2 separate regions of the Capsicum annuum genome follow, and region 2 is linked to region 1. The links are chromatin contacts, called in public Hi-C maps. All regions are on one chromosome and are shown on one strand. The core of a region is the stretch at or near the end of the contact, and the rest is flanking DNA. Distances in the headings are between cores, read along the strand shown.

Evidence for each region. Hi-C and Micro-C count contacts between places; a contact is called where the count stands out from the background.
Region 2: a Hi-C map of leaf shows a contact between it and region 1, with 2.4 times the contacts expected there. The contact joins the enhancer-like site here to the promoter of LOC107878463 in region 1. A contact is called at or near these places in 2 of 5 Hi-C or Micro-C datasets (both in leaf).

The regions. Positions count from the first base shown.
Region 1 is chr7:213,659,746-213,666,509 of UCD10Xv1.1, reverse strand. It overlaps LOC107878463 (G-type lectin S-receptor-like serine/threonine-protein kinase SD2-5), which reads right to left and starts at 3,242. Exons shown (of 1, transcript XM_016725460.2): 1 at 393-3,242. The coding sequence starts at 3,136. The coding sequence ends at 632.
Region 2 is chr7:213,703,800-213,710,563 of UCD10Xv1.1, reverse strand. It overlaps the pseudogene LOC107877348. Among protein-coding and RNA genes, the nearest start is that of LOC107878461, 26 kb to the left of the region's middle. Within about 2 kb of position 3,278, at least 2 of the 5 cell types and tissues checked have an H3K27ac peak or open chromatin away from gene starts, as enhancers often do. A contact at or near this core is called in leaf, where this site is marked.

The sequences.
Region 1 (6,764 bases), core at 1,993-4,492:
ACTTGACTGAATATTCAATATTGTTCATCTGTTTTATCTGGGAGTTCCCACAAGCTTCTCTCCTCGCTGATCTCAGTGGGTTCATGCAGAAATAGAAGCATCTCAGAGGTAAAAATTCAATGTTGACAAATCAGAAGCTCCAAACTTGTTTCTTCTTTTGCGTACGTTGGTCGTCTCTTGATATACATTTGATGTTTAGGGAGAAGCCAGGAAAAATTTGAGAGATAAAATTCTTTCTGAAATGGAAAACAGCAAAATTGTAATTGGGGGAGTGTGATCTGTACAAATTTCACTAAGTTGTTATTTGTGGCTGGGAAAGCTTGATCACTTCTCTCTCCCCTGTTAAAGATAGAAAGAAGCATGAATTTATCGAACAAACTTTGCATGAACAATTTGAAGAAAACAATAATAACTTCATCAACATTAGAGAAACTAACACATACTTGACAATTGTGGCTGTAAAGATATGGCACTTAGGCCTAACTCAACACCGTAACTAGCTTATGATGTAAGGATTGTGCAAGTCCTTATAAGCAAACCACCGGTCTATTACCGAACCAATGTTTGGACTCTAACCCACTCTAAAAGTAGCAAAACTAGAAATTAACAAAAATTCCAAGGAACTTCCTCCTCACCTTGGACCTGATAGGACCGAAGGTAGTAAAGGAGTTGAATCTACAAAACTAATATTTGGTATTCCATTCACAATTTGTGGTTTAAAGCTGTAGTCTAGATCTTTTTCAACGTCCAAAACACCCTCCATGGACTTGACCACCATTGACATTGATGGCCTCTTTGTGTGATCACTTTGTAAACACCAGGCACTAATCTGCATCATCTTTATTACTTCTTCTTTGTGAAACAACATATCGTCACTGTGCTTATCAATAAGATCCGCCAACTGCCCTTCCTCTGCCTTTTTCCTGAATAAGTTTACCATTACCTGTTGGTCTTCAGTCTCAGATGCTTCAAAATGCCTTCTTCCACTCAAAATTTCCAAGATCACAATGCCAAAGCTGTAGACATCTACCTTTTCAGTTATAATGCCACTAAGCCATTCAGGAGCCAAATAACCAGGAGTGCCTCTCATCATTGTCATGACTTGGCTCTGATTTCGATCAATTAGCTTTGCAAGACCAAAGTCGGAGAGTTTCGCATTGTACTTCTCATCTAGGAGTATGTTTGGGGGCTTAATATCCAAATGCAGAATCTTTTGCCTGCATTCTTCATGAAGGTAGGATAATCCTTTTGCTATGTCTTGAATAATCCTCCTCCTACAGTTCCAATCAAGAGTAAGCTCTTGTTTCCCATGGTAGATCCATTTTTCTAGTGATCCATTGCTCATGAACTCGTATACTAAAAGCCTATGAGATTTCTCAGCACAGAAGCCGATCAGTTGCACCAAGTTTACATGATGTAAGCTGCCAATAGTTTCAACCTCAACTAAGAATGATTTTTTGATTTGTCCTATTCCGTCAAGGCATTTCACTGCAATTTTTTTCCCATCTTCTAAGCACCCTTCAAAAACTGATCCAAATCCTCCTTCACCAAGCTTCTTGGTAAAATTTTCCGTTGCAGCCTTTAGATCATCGTAAGAAAATCTAGTGGGCATTCCTTGTACGTGATCTAGAAAATCCTCCTCATCTTCATTTGCCTTTGTCTTCTTCTTCTTCAAGAATATGAAAGCTGCAATTCCAATTATGATGCCTAAGATGGAAAGTCCTATGACAGAGTACAGTGTAGCACCATTAATGTACTTTTTCCCTTTTGCAGCATCTGGTTCAGCTTTAACCTGTACTTTTATAAATGCATAGGAACCATACCTTGTCCTATCCTCGGTTTTCATTAGTGAAAAGATCTCGGATGGTAGATAGCACTCACCCGTGGAAGAGTTTAAACCACTACGAAAGAAAGCAGCTTTGCAGGAACAGTTCCTCAAACATACATCTTTACAGGTATTCATATCTATGTTTTCCAGATCTGCAGTAAACGCGAAATAGTTTATGTCTTGAAGTTTCAAGAATGTGTGGTTATTTGATTCATTACAATTCAGCCTTGTGATCTCAGAGCAACCTAGATCAGCCTGCCTATCGTCTATCTGTCTGAAATAAATAGTTGAATTCAAGCTTGATTTGGGACAACTACATTGCCCCCTTGAGCAAATGCCATATCTTCCACATACCATGGGGTAAGTGCACGCACCTAAATAGCCATTTACATCAAAGATCTCATTCCAGATAATGTTCCACTCGTACACTTTCAAGTGTCCATCGGACTCGAGCTTCATATATTGAGCAGAAGATACTTTTTTTGCTGGAGGAAAAGTAACCAGTGGATCATTAAAATTATTTGAATTTGAGAATAAAGCTAAGCTTCCATTCAAGTACATAACATAATTGGAGCCTCCACTAGCATTCAACCCCTCAATAGATCTTTCAAAGTATGTTTGGGGAGGATTTGACTGTACAAAAGCAACCAAACCATCATCGGTAGCAGCGAAGGCAAACAAACCTCCCTCGGTCCAGTTTGTTCTTGAAACACTTGCTGTTAGTTTCATCCCTGATACTAACTTCTGCCCTGGAACCAAAGCATCAGTTGGGTGATCAAAAGATTGCCAAACAGTCGCATTGTTGGAATCAAACAAAACAAGATTCCCCTCATCGGTCAAGTTTAATCCAGCAACAGATTTCCCAGCAGTGTTTGTAGACCAAGCCAAAGTACCATCAGCATCTCTAAGCACCAAGTCTCCTTCTGCTGTAAACTGCAAAGTAGCATTGGTCTTGATTGGCTTATTCCTATTAGCAGACCAAACAACTTGGGGGAATCCACTGGTGGGTAAAGTCATACGGGCAATACTGTTGGTTTGCACAATGAAGATGGCAAAAAGGTAACTTTCACAATTGCCATTACAGTAGAAACCACAAGCATATCTTGGACCAAGTGTCCCTCTGGCTAGTATAGCCGTTGCCATTGAGTCATCAGTGAAATTCACCGAATATGGAAAAGAAAAACTATTGACCCAAGTTGTAGAAAGATTTGCAGTTGGGTAATCAAAACGTCCATAGGATATCAGATAAAAAGAACAACAAAGGATGAAGGCAAAAGGAAAATTATTGCATAAAGCCGTGAAGAACATTGGACGGCAAAGAATAATATTAAGAAAGGGTAGATATTGATGATGATAATGTATTTCTACAAGTGGAAGTTGGGAGTAATTAAATTATATTGTTTAAGCTTTATGTATGTACTGCTCCTATCGTTCAATTTTACTTGTTATATTTTTCTTCTCGAGAATCAACATTTTAAAATGTATTAATATAAAAAGAATTACAATTTATATTAATATAAAAAGAATTACAATTTATACCTTTTTTCGTATAATTTTTAAAAATCAAAATTTTAAATTGAAAATATTAAATTAATCCATTTTAATTTCGCTTTGAAGTGCAGTACTGTGTGAGCATGTGATTGTACATCATTTGTGCCCGAAAAATATCTAGCGAGATTTTCTTCAATAGTATGATTTGATGTCTGTAGAACATATGGTCGATGGAGTAAAGTGTGTGGAGTGAATTAAAAGTGCACGTGGATTTATTTCAAGAGGAAGAGAGGGAGACTTTCTTTTTATTGGGTTTTCCATTTTGGTGTTTGGTACCCATATTGGAGCTCGATTAATTTGAATTTGCGCCGCGTAGAGCCCATTTGGGGGAAGCGTTCTTTATTAAACATTTTTCCATATCTAAGGCTCAAATCTGAGATCTCTAATTAAGGGAGGAGCAAACTCCTCCGGTGCACCACATCCTTTGGTAGTGAGAGGAAAACTTTTAATAATGGCCATCTTGTTGGTAGATCTCATTTTTTAAATTTATTTTTGAGATGGTAAACTAAAAATATCTAGGTAAAAACAATATTTGTTACTAACAACTTAGATTAAGGAAATACTAAAAAATACTTACTAAAAAGCTAGATCAAAAGAAAAATATATTTTTTGCAATTTTTTTCTTTTAAAAATGAGATAAAATCAGTATCTTAAAATGTGCTCTTATTGTAAATCAAATTATTATTGTGGATCTCTGTAATTCTTAGGGGTACCTCCCTTGTCAATTTGGTAATTAACTTTCACACCTTCATGATCTCCCATATTTTCATAATCTTCCCCTTAATCTTCTCCATTATCCAAATGATTAATTCCATATTCATGACACTATTTGATGGCGCTCAATGTATTCATTAAACATGAATTTACATTTGTAAGAAAAAAAGAATGCTATCTCTTTGTTTTATGGAGACCAAAAGCTAAAAGAAACTTATTTTGGAGGAAGTTACAATTCAAAAACATCAGTGAGGTACAAAATTAAAGAAGATAAAGTTGTGAGTGAAAGTCATGGTGGCCCTAGATTTGTACAATTATTGAGCTGGAATTTAGGAATGGCCCTAGAGGAAAACTTGGTATTAATGTGGAGGAAAGTGCCAAAATAGTGAAATTAACTTGGAAAATGATAGCATAAGAAGAATTTTTGTGATGTCCCTTTCTGTATTGACTAGGCAAAGATGGAAAAGGGGAGACTCATTTGTGAAGCTAATTATATTTAGCAGTATCAAAAAGGAAAATCAGACACAAATTGATGTCAACTTAGTAGTTACTGAAAATTGAGAAATCCAAAGTAAAGTAATTAGAATAATTTAGATGTTGAATGGTTTGGCAAAGTTCTTAAAACTAGGTATCATATTCGATCTTGTCTACTTGTAAGAGCCATTAATAAGCATGATTGGTTTTCAATGTTTAATAAATTAAATGAGAAGTCATTTGTTAGTAAAACGCTTCCTTTAATGGCCACCCTTTCCATATCTCGAAGAAGAAAGTATACTATACGCTGTGACAAAAAATTATGGACTCCTTTTTTTGTTAGGACTGAAATAATTAGGTGTCATGCGGAAGCTAGTAAAGTAAATCTAGAAAGACACCAAATAAGAAGACAAACGAGAAATACACCAAAAGAGACACAAGAATTTAACGTTCGGTCAATCGACCTATATCCACAAAAGGAGATAAGCAATCTATTATATAAAAGAGAGTACAAACTGTGAAGAGAGTAAACCTCACACAATTCATTCAGAATAAAAGAGGCTCACACAAGTGATCCTGCAGCACTTGTGTCTCACAAAGTCTCCCCCAAACGAAACTCTCAAACCCCTAGGACTACGTTGTGGATACTACAAAAATAGAAGAAAGGAGTCTCTGTTTATAGAATTTATAACCTTTTCTTACAAGATTAAGGATTAACATCGAGAATATGTTTTCCGTTTCCTAAAAGGAAAACCCAATTATAGTACCTAAAGGAAAACTCAATTATGGTAAGAAAGTCCGTACAAACACCAACATTTTTTACTTTTCCCTTTAATTTTGTTAACTGGAACTAACAGAACAAATGCTAGTGCTTCAGAGTGGAAACACCAGTAGCTGGAAAGAATGCAAGAAGTCAATAAAAGTTAGGAGATGTTCTTTTGAGATCCCTCGCCGTAATGACACGCATATAGTAACTCAGCTTAGTTTGGCTGGTACACAACTAGATACCTTAATTGAAGTAAATGATGTGAAAACTGAAGGAATAGGAACTTCTAAGATAGGTACAGACTTGTATAGATACCTGTACATTAAGGCATAGTATGTCATTCGGACTCATCCCTTTGTACAATTTATTTTCATAGGTTGGTTTTCATGCTTGCATCCTTTAAAAGAATATATCTACGGTGACTGACTATAAGATTTCTCAAGGACTTTTCACTTTTCAGAAACTTCAATAGTGCTTTAAGCTCGAAAATCTAAAATAGATGTAACATCAGATTTCATGAATTATAATGTCATACACCATAAAATGGAAATGTTGCAATATTTGACATTATCTAACCAGAAATTAGTTCTTTCGAAGACTATAAATGGTAAGAATATTTTTTACCTTGGTCCCGATAAAATTGAAGGAAATTTTGAACTGATAGTGATTTCTCTCTGTTGGTTGCCTCTCCCAACCTTAGGTACATTTCTGAAATTATCATCTAAGTTGGCTTCAATAGTCACAAAACGTTGTAGTACCTTAATCACCAATGACATGGAAGCTCTCTTGTCAAAATTGCCCTGCAGAGACACTGTTGTTTCGGGTACACAATCTATATATTTGCACAAGCACTTCAACACAAGTTCAAGATTATATCAAGAGCACTTATAAAGTTTTAACACCCTTAACACAAGTTCATCAAGAACTTTAAAAAAAGTATGTTATTTAAAGAAACAAGATGAAGTAGAAATAGAGCCAAGTCCTCCAAATTCACAGAGTGTCCTTAAGGAACTAATTTTCCTCAAATGCCCGAGGTTGCGAAATTTTTCCTCCCAGGATAAAATGACTCACAATCATAATGTAGCAGTACCTCAAACCTTCTGATTTTCTTCGAACTCACTCAACGGAAAATGATCACACAGAGTTTTTAGAAGTAAGAGAACTGTTTTTTCAATGCAGAAATTTTCGTTCTACCTGAGGAAAAAAAAGTTCAGGTATTTATTGACATCAAATGCCCCTTTGGAAAGGAAGCAATGGTTCATGGAAGGGTGTATCATTTTGGAATAGTCATGTCTGTCCATTAGAAACATTGTGTCTTTTCTGAATAGTCACATCCAACCGAGCAGTCACCCCTTTCCAAAATAGTGTGTCTTCTCCTCAAAGGATTGTGTCTCTCTATTTTCCATTCACACCAATTGAACCCAACAATCC
Region 2 (6,764 bases), core at 2,029-4,528, 44 kb before region 1:
TTTGTTAAATAAAATGAGAAGTCTTTCGTTGTAGGCAAAGTCAGCTGCTGAAAATAGTGTTAGAACTTAGTGGAAGCTTGGAAAATGATACTAGCACTTGGGACAAAATTAAATGTGATGCCCTATTACTAGGGTAAGATAGAAAAAGAGACCAAAATCTAAAAGAAACTGATTTATAGAGAAAATTAGAACTAAACAACATTATTGAGGTACAGAAGAAGATAAAGTTGTGCGTGAAAGTCGCAGTGGTCCTAGATTTGTCTGTGGGGTTGAACAATTATTTAGCTGGAATTTAGGAAAGGCCCTTTAGTGGAAAACTTGGCATTAACGTAGAGATAAGTGCCAAAATAGCGAAATTAACTTGGAAAATGATAGCATAGGAAGACTTCTCTGATGTCCCTTTCCGTATTGACTAGGCAAAGATGGAAAAGGGGACTCATTTGTGAGGATAATTATATTTAGAAATATCACTTTTGAAACTTAGGGATAATGAACTCGTCCGTATACCTCTTCCACCTAAATTCAACCTTTGCCAATTGAGCAAAGCGCTGGGGCGGATGGTTTTCTTTCAACTTTACGCAAAAAGAAGGTGCATGTCCAAGAAAAACCAAAAAACCAGGCATTTCAATTCACCACAGGAGAGAAAGTATTCAAACTGTTATCCTCATTTCGCGTGTGTCCGCCAGTATGCACGTAAATGAAAATCAGACACAACCGATGTTAAAGTAGTAGTTGCTGAAAATTGAGAAATTCAAAGTAAAGTAATTTGAGGAATTTAGATGTTGAATGGTTTGGAAAAGCTCTTAAAACTAATATCTTATTCTTGTTTACTTGTAAGAGCCATCAGTGAGCATGAATGGCTTTCAGTGTTTAGTAAATTAAATGAGCAAGTCATTTGTTAGAAAAACGCTTCCTTTAGTGGCCATCCTTTCCATATCTCGAGGAACGTATGCTGAATACGCTGTGACAAAAAACGATGGACCCCTTTTTATACTTTTCCCTTTCATTTTGTTAGCTGGAACTAATAGAACTAACAATAGTGCTTTAGAGTTGATACAAGTCGAATGACCACCGTAATTTTTTAAGACATGATTGGAGACCATCACTTAAAGGCTCAAGACTTGGTCACCCCAAGGGCACAAGAATATGCAAGGAAGACCCATTTTGAGCCTACCATTGAGCATACCATTCATGAAGGCCGTGAGTGGAACATTGCTTGGAGCATTGAAGACTTGGGGTTTCACGGTTTTGGACACTTAATGGCTCACGGTTTTGGGCCGTCTTCATTGAGGGCATTTTGGTCACTTCACTTTGCCCAAAATGCACCATGGCCGCCCCTCTCATTAAGGGTAGTATAGTCATTTTGTCTTCTTTTATAATGTACTATAAATAGAACCTTTTAGCACTTATTTCCTTAGTTTTTTATGGATGTAAGACTTGAAACATGGTAGCACCTTTAGTTATAGGGCTTGGAATAGCCACCAAACCGAAACGAGGGCAACAAGTGTGATATCACTTGTGTTGCAATGTTGGCTTGATACGTTAGTGTTTAGAGGAGGTAAAGTCATGTCAAACGTAGGAGTTAGGTTTTTGTTGAGTGTAGTGTTAAGAGTCCAAGAGTCCACCAAATTCTTGGGTTCTTAAGATTATATCCTCACTTGTCTATCTATCTATCTTGTATCTTGTTGTATCCATCGGTTTCTTGTTCTCGTTAATGTAACCTGTGAGGTGTTGTTATTGTTACGACATTGTTGTTATTGTTATCTTGTTCATTATCTTGTGTTTTAACTTAATTTGGTTGGCTGTTTTTGGTGTGTTAACACCCTTGTCATCTCGTTTTGTTGATTGTTTGTTGAATCCGAGAGTTGGTCACCAAAGGGGTCCTCGGTTTTTGAACTTGTGGTTTATTTTTGGTGTGTGATTTCGTGTGTTCTTGGTCAGTCTCGTATCAAGAGTGGAAACACCAGCAGCTGGAAAGAGTGCAAGAAGTCAACAAAAGTTAGGGGATGTTTTCTTGAGATCCCTCGCCGTAATGACACACATCTAGTAACTCAGTTTAGTTTGGCTGGTACACAACTTAGATACCTTAATTGAAGTAAATGATGTGAAAACTGAAGGAATAGGTGATTCTAAGACAGGTACAGACTTGTATAGGCACCTGTACATTGAGGCATAGTATGTCAATCGGACTCATTTCTTTCTACGGTTTATTTTCCTCGGTTGGTTGTCATGCTTGCATCCTTGAAAAGAATATATCTACGGTGACAGATAATAAGATTTCTCACGGACTTTTCACTTTTCAGAAACTTTAATAATGCTTTAAGCTCGAAAATCTAAAATTTATGTTACATCACATTTCATGAATTATAATCTCATACACCATAAATTGGACATGTTGCAATATTTGACATTACCTAACCATAAATTAGTTCTTTCGAAGACTATAAATCGTAATATTTTCTTACCTTGGTCCCGATAAAATTGAAGGAAATTTTGAATTGATAGTGGCTTCTCTCTGTTGGTTGCCTGTCCCAACCTTAGGTACATTTCTGTAATTATAATCTAAGTTGGTTTCAATAGTCACAAAACTTTCTAGTACCTTAATCACCAATGACATGGAAGGTCTCTTGGAGAAATCGCCCTGTAGACACTATGCAGCAACTCATCATTTTTGTCACTACTTTTCTATGGAGCTGCATACCCTTGTTTCTGTCCACCATATTCATGAGCTGCTCTTGTTCCGCTTTTCTCCTGAAAATACTTAGCAAATGGACATCTTCTTCATCAGCTTGGTACCAATCCAAATTCTTTCGCCCACAGAGAATTTTCAAAAGCACAATTCCAAAAGCATACACATCAACTTTCTCAGTGATTACTAAGCTGAACCATTCAGGGGGCTAAATACCCTGGTGTTCCTCTCATTCTAGTCACAACTTTGCTTTTTTCTTTCTCAATTAGCCTCAACAATCCGAAATCAGATATCTTAGAATTGAAATATTGATCTAGAAGGATGTTTTGTGGTTTGATGTCCAAATGAATTAATCTTATGGCTGGGATACTCATGTAGACAAGTTAACCCTTTCGCAATATCTGATATTATCCTTTGCCTTGTGTTCCATGTAAACCCGATTCTCTTGATTTTAGCAGAAATCCACCTATTCAAAGATCCATTTACCATGTAGTCATAGATCAGAAGCCTCTCACTCTTTTTGGCGCAAAATCCTATGAGTTTTACAAGATTGACATGGTGAATGCTACCGACTATCTTTACTTCTGTTAAGAATGAATCACAGCTACTTTGGCACCATCACTGAGTGTTCCTTCATATGCAGAGCCAAATCCTCCTTCCCTGAGTTTTCTGCTGAAATCTTTTGTGATTACTTTTAAGTCAATTAAGAAAATCTAGTTAGAACTCCCGGTAAAAGATAGGCAAAAGCAATTTTGGAAAAAAGAAAACCTGGATGAAAAAAATGTGGAGATAAATGATGAAAAAGATAAGAAAATACAGTCTATGGACAACAATCATTGCTTCTCTCTTTATTTTCTACTAATTCCTGGTGTTATTCCTTTTCTTGGACATACACCTTAGTTTTATGTAAAGTTGAAGAAAGAAAAATCAAAGCTCCAGGTGCTTAGTTAAACTGAGTAAAATTGAACGGAGCGAACTAAGTCTGATATTAAGTGTTGACTAATTCGTCAATATCAATCGTGTGCAGAGTCTTGTTATGGTCCTGTTTTTTAGTATTAAGTGGAATTAAGTTTTACTAAGTCAATTTCTGTATTTTTCTATTTACTATTTTAGCAAATTAGTGGGCATGTTGTTAGTAGTGTATTACCCCTGCTTCACCACTATCTTTATGTAACACCCCGTGATGTCCTCGACCAAATACCTCATTTCGTAGTATGTTAAGTGGGTTAATGATCTGAAAATATTCTAAGTGTAAAAAGGGACTTAGTCACTTTTGAACTCCTAAACTTGGATGTTTTTATTTTCGACCTTCCTGACCTCGGAAAGTTAATTTGTAAGTTGATTCATGATCAGGGGTGTCAAGGGTACGTCCCGGGTAGGTTTTGAAACTTTCGGACTAGCGCAAGGGTAAGTTTGGATGTCCAAAATAGTGAGGCCTCGCGATAGGCCCGTGTCACGAGGGCCAATTAACCTAGATAGGTGTCTGTTCACGAGGGCCAGTTAACCCAGATAGGTGTCACGTCGCGAGGGCCAGTTAACCCAGATAGGTGTTGCGTCACGAGGGCCAGTTGACCTAAGTAGGGGTCGCGATGCGATGGCAGCCCAGTTTTCCATTATTTTATCTACAATTTTTAAGGGAAAATGGGTCTTTTCCTTCACCCCAATTCACCCAAGACACGGGATTTAATGATAATCTAAGTACATTAGGCTTGATATCATCAGAAACTACTCCTATTACTTTAAAAGAAAACCTTAGCTTCTTCCTATAAGGTCAAAGGATTCATCTTTGAGTTGAAGAATTTCAAAGAACCTAAGTCTGATTCAGATTCCACTCTTCTTTCTCAGTGATCTAAGGTACGTGGGGTTTTCCTAAAAATACTTGGGCATAAGAAAATTGTTCAATAACTTTTAACATTCTGAAATTATGAATTCTTGAAGGGGTTTTGGAAGTTACATTGAAATTTTACATTTATGAATTCTTTAATGATATTAGTGTTTTGGTCTTGAGGCCTTTTCCCCAAATTAATTTGAAATGTTATATATATATATATGCATGTGGTTAAAGTTGATAATTGAATTGAGAGCATGACTATTTACACTACCTCTCATATTGCAACACCTCTTGATTTTAGAATGTTATTTAGAAGCATGGTATTAGTGTTCTTAACTATTGTTGAATGTTTTAAGATTTGATTTAAATTAATGAGAGGGGAGTTTTGAATGTTGACAAATGCTGAATATATATAATGAAAGAATTGTATGGTTTTCCAAAATACATGACCACCCCATGCTTATTGAAATGATTAAAAGGAGTGATCTTTGCATAATTTGATAAATGTATTGAAGAAGGAATTTCTTGAATTGTTTGAACTATGGTGGTCTAAACTTTATGTTTGAAAGAGAATACTGTGATATGATTTTTATGGCTCAGAAACATGACTTGCAAGTCTTGGTATGACGATACCAATTCAGATAATACCATAGTATTACAGAATAGAAAAGAATGTGGATTTTCTTTCAGATTTTCAGATTTTGAACTTAGAATGATACATGTTCAGAAAAGGCTAAAAATGAGCATAAAGAGATGTTAGATGGTTACCCAAAGAAGGAAGTAGTCTAGAAAAACTCGTTGCCTGAAATCATGTTTTTCCAATATGGGATTATTATGTCCCCAGGAGGGATTATACGCTGGCCTAGTTCCCTGTGGCGTATCAGAATCAAAAACTCCAACTCTTGCGGGAAACTTGGGTTGGAGGCTTGGCCGCCGAGTTAAGGATGGAATCCATATAGCCCGTGGGGTTGTAGAATTATAGGGTGGACCACCTAACTTAGAAGTAATACAAAGATCAGAACTGCATTAACATAAATGTTTTATGAATGTCAAAGAATTGCCCATGTGTTTTAAACTATATCATGCATGGTGTTTTCATGACTTGCTCTCATCTAATTTATATATAAATGCATTATTTTGGATTTCTCTGCATACCAGTACAATTGTATTGACCCCCTACATTTCAGGGTCTGAGGCTCAGTCTAGAGGTCCTGCTACGCCGTAGACTTATTTCGACAGAAGAGAAGTGTGTGCAGTTGATGAGCCTTGTTTATTTCGGAAGACCTATTTCTTTTCAGTTAGTTGTTAATTAATTTGGTTTAGCTTCACTGGGGGCTTATCCCAGATTCAGACAAGTTATTGATGTCTTATGTAGTAGAGATTTCCCAGACAGAGAAAGCTGTTGTTTAGATGTTGAAAAAACTTATTTTCCATATTGTCGAACAGATTTCATATAGCACCCGACATTTTAGGCTAGAACGAAAACCGTTATTTTAGTGCTTGGCGCGTCGCAGAGGAGGTCTATTTAGCAATTGCCAAATTCAAGTAGCCTAGCGCTGAAGTTCCAAGTCCCAACCAGTGGGACAATGCGATGGATCCGCGTCGTAGTCACCCCAAGAATCCCATTCATCAATTTCTGGTGAGCCACCGCGATAGTGGCGCATCGCCGTGGCCCATAAAATTGGGCTCCCAATTATATTTTTCCGGTTATGTTAAGGGTTAAAAGAGGGGTATTTTAGGAAATTATCCTATCCCCAATCCATCTATAAACATACAATCAATGGCATAACAAAAGCACTTTATGCCCAAATCTTCATTCTCTACAAAGCTAAAACCCTAAGCATCCCCAAAACCTCTTCCAAGAATCTCAATATTCAACCATGGGTTTTTGAAATTGATCGAAGATTTGGAATCCCCAAACCATAGGCTTCAAAAATTAGTCTCTAATTTTCTGTTTGAGGTACGTGGGGTTTATCCTAAAAATACATGGGCTTATTGAAAATACTCAAATATGATTTAAAGATTATCAAGCATAAATTTGATAAAGGGGTTTGAAATATAGGTTTTATTGTACTTGATGCATATTATTGATATTGTTGTTTTGGCCTTTAGGCCTCATCCCCTCAAATTGATTTACAAGTATATGTATATGTATGAAATAGAAATTTAAGATTTGTTTGAGAGCACAGATTATGAAGTCCCTCTTTTGTGATAAATTCAAGTTTATGATCTTATTGTGAATGA